Regions from separate parts of the Mus musculus genome. Here region 1 is linked to region 2. A link is a contact called in public HiChIP or PLAC-seq data. All regions are on one chromosome and are shown on one strand. Each heading gives the region's core, a stretch centred on a gene start, on an enhancer-like site or on the middle of the called end of the contact. The rest is flanking DNA. Distances are from core to core; before and after follow the strand shown.

The links. HiChIP or PLAC-seq counts read pairs in DNA pulled down with a chosen protein or histone mark.
Region 1: a contact with region 2 is called in an H3K27ac HiChIP or PLAC-seq map of embryonic stem cells, with 12 read pairs. The contact joins two enhancer-like sites. A contact is called at or near these places in 6 of 115 datasets of contacts at active chromatin or transcription factors (embryonic stem cells and hepatocytes) and 1 of 9 other capture datasets (embryonic stem cells).

What each region holds. Positions count from the first base shown.
Region 1 is chr14:12,111,987-12,117,337 of GRCm38.p6, reverse strand. The region is part of intron 7 of Ptprg (protein tyrosine phosphatase, receptor type, G); the gene reads right to left. Among named protein-coding and RNA genes, the nearest start is that of 3830406C13Rik, 170 kb to the left of the region's middle. Within about 2 kb of position 3,602, at least 27 of the 459 cell types and tissues checked have an H3K27ac peak or open chromatin away from gene starts, as enhancers often do. A contact at or near this core is called in embryonic stem cells and hepatocytes, where this site is marked.
Region 2 is chr14:11,698,194-11,703,508 of GRCm38.p6, reverse strand. All of the region lies in intron 1 of Ptprg (protein tyrosine phosphatase, receptor type, G), which reads right to left. Among named protein-coding and RNA genes, the nearest start is that of Gm52128, 130 kb to the right of the region's middle. Within about 2 kb of position 1,433, at least 22 of the 459 cell types and tissues checked have an H3K27ac peak or open chromatin away from gene starts, as enhancers often do. A contact at or near this core is called in embryonic stem cells and hepatocytes, where this site is marked.

The DNA.
Region 1 (5,351 bases), core at 2,353-4,852, 410 kb before region 2:
TCTCCACTGCAACAGGACAATAACTAAGACAAGCACTGACACCAGCAGCTAAGACTTTCTAAGCTCTTATGATATGTAAAGGACCACACAAAAAGGAGCAGGTGCTTGGTGACTTAGTCATCAGAGAGGCCCTGTGAGGTTGGGAGTATGGTCATTGTTCACAGTCTGCCTGTGTGTTACTGAAACCAATAAGGAAACTGGTCCTTGAGACATTACAACTGCCCCAAGGTCACAAAAGGTAAAGTAAGGATTAGAAAGCCATGACTGAGTGACTCAGCTTCTCTCAACCATACATGTCACACTCAACAGGCCCATAGCACGATTCATCAAATGAGAAGCCAGTGGTGGGGGTAGTACCAATACGTTCCCAGTAATTCCTGCTTACTAAGTCCAACGCCAATTCAGTCAGGGGACCCAACGTCATCTATCTGTCCTCTTTTGTGTTCTGAAAGGAAACCACATAGGGCCAACTGGGTGGCATGAACAAGATGTCAGCCAAGAAGGGAAATCCTCTGCACATTCCAAAGCCCTCACTTCTACTCACCTGAGCCATTTCCTGGAGGAGGCTTGGCTTTATCTTACCTTAATGTAACTAATGAAGTCTTTATCATTTAGTAAAAATAAATGAAAGTTTTTATTTCTATAATATCAAACTGACTTTTTAACTTTTGAAGTGAGTGTGTAAAATACTTCTTTCTTTTATCCCTGCTTGGGGAACTATAATTGCATTTTAACTGGTACTGCTACAAGAACAATTTTAACCTTGAATCGCAAATGTGTTGGCTGGAGGTGTATATAAATCATTTCAGCTTCGTTTTTATTATAAAAGTATTTCAGAGAATAATTAGTTTTTAATCTGTCAGCTCGAATCAAAGGAAAAGTTGAAATCTATTCATTCCATGTGTGTGCAACCAGGGCTCTTGGTCCACAAGATGTGGGGAGGGGGGCATGAAGCTGAAGGGGAGAGATTAGTGAAAATAGAAAGTAATAGAAATAAAAGCCATTAGACACTGGTCGGAGCAGTATTTGAAGGGGTGGGTGTACAGCAGAAATTCAAAACAAGCACATGGTTAACACAACTAAAACCCAGGGAACAGGGTGGGCCCTGCTTTGTTGCCTCATTATAGAGCAGACAGTGGCAATTAAATATTATGCCCGATAGCCCTGAGCATCTCAGGTTGTACTTTTGAACCACCGCTGCAGAAAATGAAACTGAGACTCACTAGCTATATGCCAGGCCACATCCTTCCCGCGGCTCAGACACTTTTTTACAGCAAGGCAGGTACAGAAAGGCCTTCTCCATAAAGAAAACGCCTTCAGATAATTAACTAGGAAAGCACTCTCTTTTGGGCTAATGATGACATCTTTGGGCAGCACATGGTGTTGGAAAGGATGCTCCTGGATAACTGACATACTAGTTCTCATGACGTCTTCACCATAGCAGCCAGGAGCTACGCATGCATGTCCCTTAGCTCACACATACTGCGATAACATTTCAGGTTAAATTCTATATTAAAATCGATTTTTCTGTTCTTGTTTCTATTTTAAATATAACCCACTATAGAACTTAAACAAGATACAGGGCTTGCTTTATTTCTATGGGATAGGGCTGTCACTTGGGTATGGTAATCAATTAATAAGGAAATTAGGAAGACGACTAATGATCCTTAAGCTGCTTCCTCTCATGTCAAGCACAGGTCTGCACATTTCACCTCGATTATCATTTTATCTTCATCATTTTATGATGTGGAAACAGAGGACAAAGTAGAGAAAGTTATCTGAGAAATGGGGCAGGAAGAGAACTCTCAGTTTAGAGGCAGTGTGCCTCTAAAGCCCAGCTTTAACTGCAAAGTCATGCTTAGTTACTGTGACAGACAGACAGACAGACGTCGTTAGTTATGTGACAGACTTGCCAAAGAAGGGCAATGCAGATAAACCTTCCCTTTCCAACCTGTCTCACTGATTAAAATAATAATAATAATAATAATAATAATAATAATAAAACCAAATGTTCAAAGCAGACTAATTAAGACATTTAGATTTATTGCATAAATCGGTATATTGCTGCATAGTGGAGAGCATACACCCAAAAATTATACTCATGGTAAAGGGCTGGAGGGATGGCTCAGTGGTTAAGAGCACTCATCACCCTTACAGAGGTCCTGAGTTCAATTCCGAGCACACCCAGTGTCTCATTCTAGTCTGTAACTCCAGTTCGAGGAGATTCATTGCCATCTTCTGGTTTTCCCAGGTACTAGGAATCCTGTTCGTCTAGTACAGAGACATATGTGTAGGCAAAATACCCACACATATAAAATTTAACTATTAAGACAAGATCATGCTGGAGAAAAACCATAGGTAATGCCGCATTTTAATGGATAGGAGGATCCACTCCAGTGGTGACAATGGGCAAAGAAGCAGCGTTTGTAAAATTCTCCTGCAGGATGAACTGAATCCACATTAGAATAATGCCTTCTGGACTCAGCTCCAGAGAAAGTGCTGAACAAGATATACATATGTATGGACGCTTAAGGAAAGACTGCAGACACCTGACTCCAGGCACTACTTCCATTCCTTGGTACTGCCAGACCCAGGCTGCAATTCTGTATGGATGATAAGGAGATGGCAGCATTTTATTTCCCATTTTCTCTCCTCTTATCCCCTGATGTGTGTGTGTGTGTGTGTGTGTGTGTGTGTGTGCGTGTGTGCATACCCACTCACTGGGGAATCTGAGGCTGATGTCAGGCATTGATCATTCTCTATCTCTTTGCATCATACTCACCAGGACAATCTCCCTCAGTCAAACCCCAAGTATAGCTAGTTTTGAGGACCAGCTTGCCTGAGGACGGCCTGTTCCAGCCTTACATGGTTGCTAATTACAAGCGGGCCACTGCACTCACTCAGTATTTTTGTTTCCAGAGATGCAAACTTTGATTCTCATGCTTGTGCAGCGAGTGTTTTTACTGTTGAATCACATTTCTTCCCAGGCCCATGGCTTTGCCTAGTATTTACGATGGATGTCGACTGGAGTCTCATAACCTATACTGACTACTGGTCAGCCCAGGTGTCTAGACTCCACCCAAACTGAACACATTTGAATCTACATTATCATACAAGAGAGAGGCCAAGGTCACTGGCTAAGAGCTGGTTAGAATGCCAGTGTAGGTTCACAGGGAAGAGTAAAAGAGGCAAGTTAAGAACCTGCTTGTGTGCCCTGAAAGCCTTTAAGGAAATCCATCTCCCCAGCTCCGACGACTGGGTTGATCGGCACAACTTACAGAGACCTCACTTGCTCACTGCTTGCCCTTACTGATGAGAGAAAAGATAAGAGAGGGAGGCTTCTGAGAAACAGCGGACCAGGACCTGAAATACTGGGCTGTTTTTTTTCTGACAGAGGCAGTTGTGGAATTCCTAACCACTCAGCTTTTCCAAATTGGCCCTTGTGCCCCTGAAATCAGTGCTCTCTGCTAGCTTCAGAAAGAACACTGGAATCTGAAGTTTTGAAGCATTAATACATAGATGGACACTTTTCTCCTGGGGTGTGGTGTCTGTGTGTGGCGGGGTGTGTGTGTGATGCAACTGCGGCCTCTGTACGATGGCTAGCAAGGAGCCAGTGAAGCCACAGAAACAGGAACCTGTCCCTTCCCTGGGAATAAACAGCAATGTAGGGTGCAGGGTCTGATAAAAGTGCAGCCCTCTGCAGGCAGCTTGTAATGAATTAGAAAGCAAGTCGGGGTTCTTTTTCTCTGTTTGGTCCCTTCCAGGGAAGGCAAACACCTGCATTCTTCTCCTTGTGTCCTTGCTCTAGAGCGCTGACAAGCACAAAGGCATGACAAAGCACTTTCTAAAAGCTCCAGTTTCCAAATGTCAAAATGCTTGGAATCCACAAACACTTCTGCAGACATCCACTCCTCGAAAGTGTGTGTTTTATTGGAGTCTATTAGATAGCTGTAGCTGCCAAAACAACACAGTATGTTGATGGCCTTCAAATCCCTGAGCTCGCCAACGTCCACCCCTCACTACAAGAAGAAGAAGAAAAAAAAAAGTGGGCAAATCTTAATTTCAATAGCTCAAGCATTTAAATATTTGAAGACAGAAGCATTTATCTTAAGTAAAAAAAAAGAACCCTTTTGAAAATCAACTACACTTTTTCCTCAACCCTACAGAAATAAATATTTGGACTAATTTCTTTAAAAACAAAACAATGTTGGCTTCGCCATTAGGAAGAAAATTCGTCTCTATTTCATTTTCTCCTCACAGCTGGCAGATCCTGTTCAGGAACCAAATTGCTAGCCCTACCTTTTCTGTCAGAGTGTGAATTAAAAAGAAAAACATGCTCAAAGGAAAATGACTGCTCTCAGCAGAAAAATTCAGAATAGCCTGGCACCATGCCACCTAGCTTTGCCCAGAGGATAAAGGGCTGCCCTGCCTGGTCTCCTTCTACAGTTCCTGCTCCATGTAACCCGAGAAAGGTCAACACTGGATGTCTTTGGGCACTACTCAGCATCTCCTCTGATTTGTTTAAGGATGGGCATGTGACACAAGGCCAGACTTTGGTTGGCTGAGTTCTCAGAAACATCTTCAGGAATCCTTTCTTGATAGAAGAACTGGCTTTAGCCAGCTATTGACAGCTCTTGACCTCAAGGGTCAACTAGGACTAGTGCGATCATAGTGGACCATGGAACCAGACCAAACAAGCAGGGAGCTGAGCTCTGCCAGAGTACAAGGTCAGTTCCAAAGCCATGTAAGAAGCTTTCTGATTGGAGAGACCTCTGGATGCAAGACAGATGAAACACCAGGCTTCACTGTCTAGTTAGAAGTCAGTCCAGTGCAGGAAGGCTCACACAGCCTCACCTTGAAACACCCTGACTATTGCTTCTCCAGGTACACTGTCTGCTTGGATGTACTGAAGTGGTCATCTCTGTTTGCTGTAGCCACGACAATGTCCAAGCAGAGCATCATCTGACTGACTACTCCCTATTCTCTACCCTCTGCCTTGCTTAGGAGAATCTCTGGACCATCCCCCAAGATCAAAGCTTTATTACCTATGTTCTTAGTTAAGTACTGGTATTGTTACTCTATTCTAGAACTCCCCCCCCCCCACTGTTTCCTAAAGCTGTAAGTTTGGCTGGGTAGGGAAGGGGCCATATAAACAGAAGAGCCTTACAGGAATCCCTCACTTCAGATAGTGCTGGTTAGTGGCTCCTTCCTAGTATCTTTCTATCTTATCCATTGCTCTTGGCCCTACACATAAGGCCTCTTACTATTTTTTCCCAGTGCAAGCCGAGGTCTTTTTTAAGATTACATTTACTTGTTTACTCTGAAGGGCTGTGCATGTGGAGGCAGTGGCC
Region 2 (5,315 bases), core at 184-2,683:
AAGGTGGTGCTACTCCACAGAAACCACACTAATGGGACTTGAATGGATCCGGAAGTGTCATGCCAGGCACAGTTAGAGTGACAGGGTCACAGACGGAGAGGACACCAGAGAAGTTAAATGAAAAGTGGGAAGATGTGTCCCCTATCAGGCACCCCAGGCGGTCACAAACATCCAGTCTCCCCCACAACTAGCACCCCACACCATGGTGCCTAAATTGTTATCTATATTGTGACTAACCCACAGTCCTGGCCCCAGGAGCCCATGCAAACTCAAGGATCAAAGCACCGGCTCCTTTGCAGAGCCTTGGGATCCAGCTCAACACTAGATTCCAGACAAAGAAAAAAGCCAAAGAGTTGATAAGCAGACATTTCCAGCCCTTTGGAATTGGCCTTCAGGAAACCAGGCACTTGAAAGAGAGGGTTTCTGGGAGAGCAGGGAGGTCATTTTCAAGGAGCACAGTGGTCCTCCCAGGTAAAAATAAAACAGAAGGAGGTGGGGTTAAGGAAGCAAGTCTTCAAAGGAAACGCCATCAAAGAGAAGGAAGAAGGAAATTACTCTAAGCTGTTCCATAGCTAAGGTAATGCAGACCGCATGGCGTGAGCGTGCGGACGGATGGAACAGAGCGTGCAGCCCACAAAGAGCCACACAGTTTGGCCACTTGACTGTACTGTTTTTCACAATGGCACAAAAGCCATTCCAGGGAGCAAGGAGACATGTCTCCATAAATGATGGTGCTGCAGCAACTGCACATCCAAGGATTAAAACAAGGCGGGGAAATCTCATGGCGGCCTCATGGCTCACACAGAAAGGAAATTCAAAATGTACTGAGATTTAGAGGTGGGACACGAACGATTTTTGGAACAATTAAGGAGAAAAGTCTCTGGGCAGGAGACTGAGGATGGCCCTTCTGAGTCTGTTTGTTTGTTTTTCAGACAGGCTTATCTGTGTAGCCTTGGCTGTTCTGGAACTCACTCTGTTGACCAGCTGGTATTAAATTCAGAGACCCACCTACCTCTGCCTCCCAAATGCATTAAAGGGGTGCACCACCACCACTAAGCTGGTTTGGGGGATTTTTATTTTTAATGTAAATCAATAGAAGCATGAACAGAGTTTCATCACAAGTGTGGTTTGCTCAGAGAAAGGTGCTGGTGCTCAAGTAGGAAGCTCTCATAATGAGAAAAATAAAAATCATAAGACTACCATCTAGACTTTGCGTGTAACTCTCAAGATCAACAGTGGGTGGGGAGTGACGTAAACAAGAATACCCCCCACCCCTCCCACACACAAGTGGGTGGTGCACATCTGTAATCCAGGCACTTGAGAGGTGAAGTCGTTCTCAGCTTCATAGCAAGTTCAAGGCTAAACCTTGTCTCACAAGAGCCGGGGTAGGACAAGTAAGAAAGCTGGCAAGCTACACGGAAGAGAATGTAATAGTGCACTCAACCTGTGCCCTGGACAAATACACATTGGGGCCGCCAGGGAACATCACTGTACGTCCCTCAGAATAGATAGAACAAAACAAGAATCTGGTGGCAAGGGTTAGGGACAAGCTGCCGACAGGTGGGTCACAATCATGAATGCAACAGTAGGGTGAATAGAAAACCATCTCTATAGAAGATGCATTTTCTTTAAAAACCTAACATTCAAACATTTGCCAGTCAGCTCAGCAATAGTAGACACATGAGCATTTATCCCAAAGAGGGCTAAGAACTGAGTTTACAGAAGCCCTAAAACAGAAATAGTCAAAGCTTTCCCCAGAAAGTGAAAAGGTCAGGGGTGCCCATTGCACAAGAAAGCTCGTCCAAAGACTTACAGCACAGCAGAGGGTTGTGCTGTGTGGAAAGAGCCACTCTTGAGGCCATAGAGGTCTATGCACAAAAACATTTCAAAATCATGCGCTAAGCAGGTAATATGGACTATTATGGAGACAGCTTGGCCTCTGCATAACCTCTTCACTTTCCTACGTATCTAATTATTCCAAAATAACTTAACTATAGATATATGTAAAACACATGCATATCTATAGATCTGAGACAGCCCTGACCTACAATGTATCAGCTTCACAATGGTACAAAACAGTATGTGTTCAGTAGAACTAACACTGGAAATTATATATGTTAAGCTAGTAAGACACTCAGCAAGACACGTGATGCTGGGCAGGGGCAGGGAACACGTTCCACAGCTGCCTGAGTGATCACCAAAGGGGAGTGACACTCTATGTATAGAACCAAGATAGAAGTCCAGTGAGTTACATGCATTTCCCACTTACAAAATATTTAATTTATGGTGAATGCAGGAGTGTCTGCACAAACTAAAGCTATACTTTCTACCTGAGGCTCCAGTAAAGCTAATTTTGCTTTCTTTCCCCTTCATTTTATGTGTGTGTGTGTGTGTGTATGTATGTATGCAGTGTGTGCAGACTCCTCTGAAGCCAGAATAGGCACAGAATTCCCAGGAGCTGTTACAGGTGGTTTTGAGTCCATAGATGTGGGTGCAATGAAATGGACTGGGATTATCGACAGCAGATCTGCAAGGCTCTTAACTACAGAGCCATCAGCTCTGCAGTTTGCTCTCTCTCTCTCCAACTCATATATGAATTCCATGTGGAGACTAGGATATCATAAGCACAGAAGTGGAAATGCAAGGCAAGGGAACCATGGGGTTTGCCCATTACTCACTCCACCAGAACTGACACACTTCTGTCTCACATAAAAGCCAAAGGAAGCGAGAGAGAAGAAAGTTGGGAGAGCATAAACCTCAGGCTCTTCTGGCCAAGGTATTTTCTCAGATAATCAACTCATGAAATTGATGATGTTGGGGGGGGGGCCCTCCGAAAATCCACCACATTGTAAAAACATCATTTTCTGTAGATCTTCTGATGAAATACTGGGAAGGAAACAACCAGGCCTTCAAACATCGTATAGAATAAGAGATAATTATGTAACCTCTACAACAGCCGGCTCAGAAAAGCGGGGGAGGGGTCCTAACAGTTAGCCAAGTCTCAATGCCAAGAACAGCTCTAACTCTGGGTGGGCAACAAAATCAAAGGCCTGACTTTAAGCATCTTCCCCCACCCACTGGCCGGTTCCTTGAATGCTACCATTAAGTCCTTACTTGTACCATTCACACCACTCACACTAAAGCACTGCCTTCACACCCTCACTATCAGTATGACCCAGCACCTTCACACAGCTACTGAGAGAGGAAAGTGAACGTTCATGATTAAATAGCTCCATATTGAACAGTCCTATGCCAGCTTTTCCAGTCTTGGGAAAGGAGAAACGGCAGTCTATTTACAATTCAACCGAAGTAAACAAACACAACCGAAACTTCGGGTATTGATTGCCTACCAAAATAAAAATTTCACTTTGTAGTATGAAATGAAAGGAAAGCAAAACTAAAGATTTACTGTTGAGCTCCATACTCTATAAAGATGCACAGAATGTCAATCTGTAGGAGAGACTCAGACATAAACTAAGATGCAACACCCAGTTCTTTTGAGCCTTCCTGGGCTGGCTTGGAATTCACTATGTAGCCAAAATGAACTTGAACTTCTGGTCCCCCATCCTCCAGCTCCTGAATGCTGGGATTCCAGGATTTGTGCAGTGCTAGTGACTTAGCCTTTGTGTTCATCCCCAGCCCTCAAAAGCCCCATTCTGATTCTAACAAACTCAATGGCTGCCCATCTTTCTACTAATTTCCCAACTGATACGCATTCCCTCTTCCAGATCAGAATCCTCTCTGTTTCTGGACTATCCCTCTTCCACTGGGCAGTATGCCTTCGGCAATTTGAACATGCCAAAAGAGTTAACATGATGGAAGCTGGGGTCCAGTGCAAAGGTGTTGGGAGAGGACTACTGAAAAAACTAACACCCTGTCTTGATGGCGAGTTAGTTAGAAGTAATTTTATAAAACAGAGACAGGGGCCAGAGAGGTGGCTCGGAACCCATGGGGAATTGTGGTATTTCACAACCATGTGTAACTTCAGTTCAGAGAATCTAATGCCCCTTCTATGCTCCATGTGCAGGTGAAAATACAAACAAGTAAAATAAAAATAAATAAATGTAGGAAGATACCCACCACCCTTTACTCTCTGTTGTTTTGTGTGTGTTCCCTTCTACCCTCTTTTCCTTGCCCCATCCACCCTGAGTCAACCCAACAAAACGAACTACCTACCAGCAGTTACAAGGCTACTACCTACCAGCAGTTACAAGGCTACTACCTACCAGCAGATACTATGCCTCTGCCCTGCACTCTCCAGAATTATACATGAATAAGTTTCCTTATGTGATGATAAATATCCCCATCTGCTCTAGTCCAGAATTGCAGCATGAAACAGACCAAGACAAGCTTCGAGGGGTGCTCCTTAACTTCACCTGGCCGGCTTTCAGTAGCTCTGCATACAAGATTTCGTCACACCACACTCAGCCCCACCAAGAACCACTTTGTGCTCAAATCCAAAGCACAGGTAACAGAGCAGGCCAGTGGAAACAAGCTGGGCTCTGATTCTCTGGCAATGTCTGACCTCTGGATCGACAGCTTTCCCCAACTCCTTTGTTCTCTCATTACTCTGACTTTCACCTTTCTTACTGGCTGCTGGGCATGTGTCCAAAGTGATGCATAGAGTTTGCTTGACATCTCTAGTCAAGAGTCTTTACAGCTGCTAAAAGAAGCAATTTTGCTAAGCATGAACTGGTATCATGAAAAGCAGTACGAAACACGCCCCACCACATAGTCCTCCTCTTGAGGTTAATGGCTTTGCAAGATCTCCCAGCACACCTGCACGCTCCATAGTTAACTGTTGAGTTGTTCAGTGCTTGCTTGTTTGTTTGTTTTGCATTTCTGTTCCTCTGGACACTCTTCTGCCACTTTCTAGGATAGAGGCCCAACAGTTATGAAGGGATGGGTTAAATGGCACATCTTAAAGCTGCTAAAGCCACTGTATCCTGGAACTCAGGATCTGATCTCAAACAGTTAACAGTGTCATCATATTTGGAGACAGTCTACTACTTGTAACAGACTGCACTGCAACAACCCAGGCTGTGATTCTAATGTAGGCATCCATGTAAACAACAACCAGCTCTCAAATGGCCCCAGAACTGCCCAGTGGCCACAGCAGAAATGTACAGTAATGTCAGTTAAAAGGCAGCAGGACCAAAGGGTAAAATGGGGCACAAGTGTATTGTGCTTGGTTGAATTCACAACGTTCTGAAAGGTAAGAGGCTAAATAGCCCTGCAAGACTATCACCAGAGAAGTGTCTGGCTAACTGTCTAGCAAACAGAATAGACACTAAATTAGAATTATGAGCAAAGGA